Linked DNA regions of Ovis aries: region 1 is linked to region 2. The links are chromatin contacts, called in public Hi-C maps. All regions are on one chromosome and are shown on one strand. The core of a region is the stretch at or near the end of the contact, and the rest is flanking DNA. Distances in the headings are between cores, read along the strand shown. Region 1 overlaps MXI1 (MAX interactor 1, dimerization protein). Region 2 overlaps XPNPEP1 (X-prolyl aminopeptidase 1).

Evidence for each region. A called contact is a pair of places that touch in the nucleus more often than the background predicts.
Region 1: a Hi-C map of hypothalamus shows a contact between it and region 2, with 5 times the contacts expected there. The contact joins two enhancer-like sites. A contact is called at or near these places in 3 of 16 Hi-C or Micro-C datasets (hypothalamus, skin fibroblasts and tail adipose tissue).

Annotation. Positions count from the first base shown.
Region 1 is chr22:30,394,451-30,397,150 of ARS-UI_Ramb_v3.0, forward strand. It overlaps MXI1 (MAX interactor 1, dimerization protein), which reads left to right. Exons shown (of 6, transcript XM_027960481.3): 4 at 947-1,061; 5 at 1,681-1,852. Among named protein-coding and RNA genes, the nearest start is that of SMNDC1, 25 kb to the right of the region's middle. Within about 2 kb of position 1,326, at least 12 of the 54 cell types and tissues checked have an H3K27ac peak or open chromatin away from gene starts, as enhancers often do. A contact at or near this core is called in hypothalamus, where this site is marked.
Region 2 is chr22:29,991,023-29,993,722 of ARS-UI_Ramb_v3.0, forward strand. It overlaps XPNPEP1 (X-prolyl aminopeptidase 1), which reads right to left. Exons shown (of 21, transcript XM_042238891.2): 9 at 1,146-1,227. Among named protein-coding and RNA genes, the nearest start is that of XPNPEP1, 31 kb to the right of the region's middle. Within about 2 kb of position 1,384, at least 26 of the 54 cell types and tissues checked have an H3K27ac peak or open chromatin away from gene starts, as enhancers often do. A contact at or near this core is called in hypothalamus, where this site is marked.

The DNA of each region.
Region 1 (2,700 bases), core at 76-2,575, 400 kb after region 2:
GCTTAAGCACAGCACAGCAGAACCCACAGGGTACATGGAATGTAAATTCATGAGGCTCTCTGCTAGCATATACAGGAAACATTTCCCTAACCTGCCCACAGGATGAGTGTGTTAAAGAACACAGTGACTTTTGGTGAAGAATTCTGTCACCTGGCTTTTTTCCAGGTGTAGAATATTGGAGGTGGGTAGTATGAGAGGGGAGAGGGAGACAGAGAAATAAAAAGGAAAAGCTAGTGACAGCTGATACACTTAGATAGTAGGAAGCAGGGGACTATTTTATAGGTCGTTGACTCAGTGTCTGGAATTGACCGTAGAGCCATGTATTTTGTCTCACCCTGTGCTCACTGGCCACAGAATTTTGCTGTTTTTGTAGTGTTGGATCATATGAAGTTGTCATTTTTATGTGAGAAATGGCTTAGTATCAGAAATTTTATATGGTTTAAACTAATGCATAATAATACAAACACTGTAGGATGGCTGCAGTTGTGGAGAGGAGTGTGTGTGTGTGTGTGTGTGTGTGTGTGTGTGTGTGTGTGTGTGAATGAAAGGTGGAAGGGAGGAAATGGAAATTCATGAGCCTTTTCGAGTAGTGAAGCTGAAAACCTCTAACCTAGCCTTTGGTTTTATACATTCAAAATTAAATACAGTTGCCCAGTGTTTTCCTACTTCTACATTAATACAGTTGAGAAAGTTTATGGGACTGGTTAAAATTAAATCACCTGTGACAGAGATTACCATTGGGGATAATAATCTGAAGTGACCGATGTCTGCAGCGTACAACGAAAGTAGCAGAAAACTGAAAGCCAGTAGGCACGCCTGCACTTGCATGCAGATACTTTTTTGAAACTGAATAATGTGCAAGTTCTTATTTGTCTTAAAATAGACTTTAAGGTGTTTTTAGTGGAATATTCAGACTGCTGATTTGACTTATCTTTGTCTTTCTTAGACGAGCTCATCTTCGCCTGTGTTTAGAACGCTTAAAAGTTCTTATTCCACTAGGACCAGATTGCACCAGGCACACAACACTTGGTTTGCTCAACAAAGCCAAAGCACACATCAAGGTAGGAATTTTTTTTTTATATTTTCACATGACTGTCTCAGTCCTGCTGTCTTTTTAGTAGTGATTTCTGTCCACATATATCAGCTAGCTCACAATACTCTCCTTTAATGACTGACCTCAAGAGAAATTTTCTGAAAATTTAATGCTAATCTGATAGGAGCAACATAACCTGATTACGCTAAATTGTTTTGACAGCATGGCCATTTGAAGAGCTGGGAATACTAGGAAAATAACAATTACTCTGCTGATACCCAAAGGCAGGCAGTTGTGCCCCCTGGTGGAGATGACTTCATTTGGCTGTGTGTCCCTCAGTGTTTTTCCATCAAACTATACTGCAGAGCTGGTTTCTCTTTTATGGCAATAACTTGACAGACTTTGAAAATTCCATATTGTTCTAGTAATGTAGCATTCATTATACACACACACACACACAGTGAAGAAAAAACTATTTTTGATGTTTAAAAATACATATTTATGTATGTTTTTATACACACACATATACTTATAGTCATTCATGTTTTCTCTGTCAACAAAGAAATCTGCTACCATGTTAGGGAGGAATTAATCTTACTGTTTGTACTGTACAACACACAAACTTAAATATCACTGTATCATTTCAGAAACTTGAAGAAGCTGAAAGGAAGAGCCAGCACCAGCTAGAGAACTTGGAACGAGAACAGAGATTTTTAAAGCGGCGACTGGAACAGCTGCAGGGTCCTCAAGAGATGGAACGAATACGAATGGACAGCATTGGATCAACTATTTCTTCAGATCGTTCTGATTCAGAGCGAGGTAGGCAGTGAGCTTCTTCCCTAATGAAACACAAAGCATCCCTGTCTCTGAATTTAGAGGGTAGGATGGGTGGCATTGTGTTTGCTTCCTTCTTCTACACCAACACTGTATGTGGCATTCTAGATTTTATGCAGTCACAACATTGTCTAGCAATGCCTGTGTGAACTATAGAACATTTTTTCTTGATTTATATATATATACACACACATATATATCTCAAATATTCCACTTTGAAAAAATTTTAAAGTTGTAAGTTTTCTGTAGAAAATTGTTGAGTTCTCATATACCCTTCACCCAGGTTCCTCTAATGTTAATATCTTATGTAACCATAATACAGCTATTGAAACCAAGAAATTAACATTCATATAATATTATTAACCTATTAACCTTATTCAGATTTCACTACTGTTCCTAATAATGTTCTGTGTCTAATCCAGGATCCAGTGTAAGATCTCCATTGCCTTAGAAATATTTCTTCAGTCTTTCTTTCGTGACCATGACACATTTGAAGAATATTGGTCAGTTATTTTAGTGTTCCTCAACTTGGGTTTATCTGATGTTTTCTATTAGACTGAGGTGTTACACATTTGAGGGAAGAAATGCCACAGAAGTGATGTTGTGCCCTTCTTAGTTCATTGTATCAGGAAGATACATGATGTTGATATGTTTTATTACTGGTGATGTTAATTTTTGTATCTGTATTTTAAAGTAACACACCCTCCATTTCTCGTAACATCTGTCCTAGAACATTTGTCTTTGGCAGAATTAAAGAACAAAAAACAACCAGAAAAGAAATTGTAATTGTTTGGATTTTACTCATCTGTTCATCTACAGCTCCCACCACATCA
Region 2 (2,700 bases), core at 134-2,633:
GTACTGGAGTGGGATGCCATCACCTTCTCCAAGTCTTCCCTATCCACTCTATTTTTCAATAATCATAATCCACCCCATAATTTCACTCCAATCATAAATTCTCTATCATAATCTACCCCGTAATTTCACTCCAATCATAAATTCTCTATGATTTACAAGCCTGACCATGTGGTTCCCTGTGGAAACTCACAGCATCCTCAGGACAAGGGCCCAAGCTCCTGAACCTGACTCACAAGGCCTTGCTTATGTGGCCCTGAATACCTGCCGGTCTCCCACTCCAGGTTTCAACCACACTGGACCACTCTGGGTCCTTCACCTGCACTGCACTCTCTCCTGCCCAAAGTCTCTGAGAATGCTGCTCCCCAGATTAGATCACCTGTTTCTCTTCCTCCTCATTCCCTACTCACCAAGCTAACTCCCAAGCACCCTGAATCTCTGTCTCAATATTACTGTCTCCTCTGATCAGGTCAGGCCCCTCCAATAACATCCATACCTGCCCCAGTGACAAGTGAGTGCCAACTATGCATCGGAATCCCCAACTCTAACCCAGGACCCTGTCTGCCTCATTCACCCCAACACCTAGTGGAGACTCTAGCACATAATAGGCACTCAATAAACATATCTGAATGCGGAAAGCCACTCAAACAAGAAAAGCAATGGCAAGAAGGCTGCAAGCAGCAGTTTAAAAGATAATTCAACAAGGCACGACTCAGGGGTTTTTCCTGCATCACTTCTGACTTTCTGAATGATGGGGTCTATTTGCATTGTGGACCCAGGACTGTGTATAACAAAGCCCATATCCCTCTCTGCCTTGGCTGTGAGGAGTCCAATGTGCGGCCTAAACAAGTCTTTGCAGCAGGGATTCTGTGAACTAAGCTTACTCTCTCTGGTTTTGTTCTGATGTCCTTGACACTAATTTTTTTATCTTCTAGTACCACCAATAATTTTCAGGATTATAAGAGAGGCAGGATATAAATTAATAACTATTGTTAAGGAAGGCAGAAGGGAAGGGGAGGCAGGAAAGGGCAGGAGAAAAGCACGACCCTGGTGCAAATCAGGCCGAGACCAGTGGGCCCGGGCCAGGGTGGTGGACTGGGGCTCCAAGGAGCTGTGGGGAAGACTTCAGGTTCGGGGCCAACACTCACATGATCGTCTCTAGTCCTAAGATTGCATAGGAGAAAAATACAGGATTGTGCTCTACATCTGATCCTCGGAGATTGAATAGCCCTGGAAAAAAAAAAAAAAAAATTCCTGTCACCCGCCCGACTGCGAGTTAAGGGGCAGCTGGGAGGATGCAGAGAGCGCTTCCACTGGCCGGGAAGGGCCGGCTAGACCTCTCAGAGAGGCCTGGAGCCTCCCTTCCCTGTCTCGCCTCTGAGCTGCAGTTGCGCATATCCACCAAATGAGGGCACCAGAACTGTGTCTTTCGCTGCCACATCACCATCCCGGGAAGGGAATGGAAAGAGTTATTAGTAAGAATTGCCCTCCAGACAAAGAGTTGAAATGGTCCACCCGGCGGTGACCCGCCAGGCCTGGCCTTGCCGCAGAAAAACCTCTGGCACTCCCAAGTACAAGGGCGGGAGCCAAGCACTCGGTCCCTTCTGAGGCAAGAGACTGAGGGTAGAAAAACGGAGACCCACCCACCAGGGAGGCCAGATGAGGCCCTCTGTGTAAGGGTCAGGAGCCCCGGGGAGGCGGAGCTTCCCAGCAGAGGAACAAAAGCAGTGAGTCAGTGGGGCTCTGGGCCCATGAATGAAACCCGAGCCGGCGGCCCACCCGGAGCCACGGCTGGGTGGAGGACCTGCATGGCCAGAGTCAGGGCCCTGGCGAGGTCACTGCGCGCTGGAGAAATTAGAGGGACCGGTGCTGAGCACAGCTCTCATCCCGGGGCCTCCCGCAGCCTAACACTTGCTCTCCTGAGAATCAGAGTGCAAAAAAGACCCTGGTATCAAACGCACTGCCGCTATTTTAAAACCACGGCTTCTTCAAGTACAGCATGGAGGCAATATGTTTTACCCATCAAACCCAACTAGCATTCTTTTTAAATGATAGTACCTGGGGTCGGTGAGAGTGTAGCAAGAGGGGTGTATTCATGCTGTGCAACCTCTCTGGCAGGTACATGGCATAAGATCAAAGGCCCTACCATGCACACACCCTCCAGCCCATAACACCACCTCCAAAGTCAACCAAAAGCTCAAAGAAAATTATCAGAAACTAAGACACAGATTGTGATGCACCAAGACTTTGATGGCAGTCCTGTAATACAATCATGAGAAAATGCAGAAATAACTCAAAGGTCATCCTGAGAGGAATGGTTAAGTAAATTGTACTATAACCATATGATGGGATATTTAATATTCACTTAAAATCATGTTTATATATGCTTAGAGTAAATACAGTGGAAAAAACCAAGTTACAAAATTATATATGCACAGAAATGTTAACTGATTCTGTGCAAGAAGATTATAGGTGACTTTTTTTTTTCTACTTGCTCTGCACTTCCCAGATTTTCCACAATGAAAACAGGGGATATTTAAATAATCAAGAGGAGAGATTAGCTTCATATGTTATTTTCTCTGATGTTGATGTTGTTAAGTTAATCAGGGATATAAATCACTGATACATGTAACAAAGTTTGAGGGCTACGCATTAGAGATTGTGCAGTATGCCATCTTTCTCTAGTGAGAAAATAAAAAGATA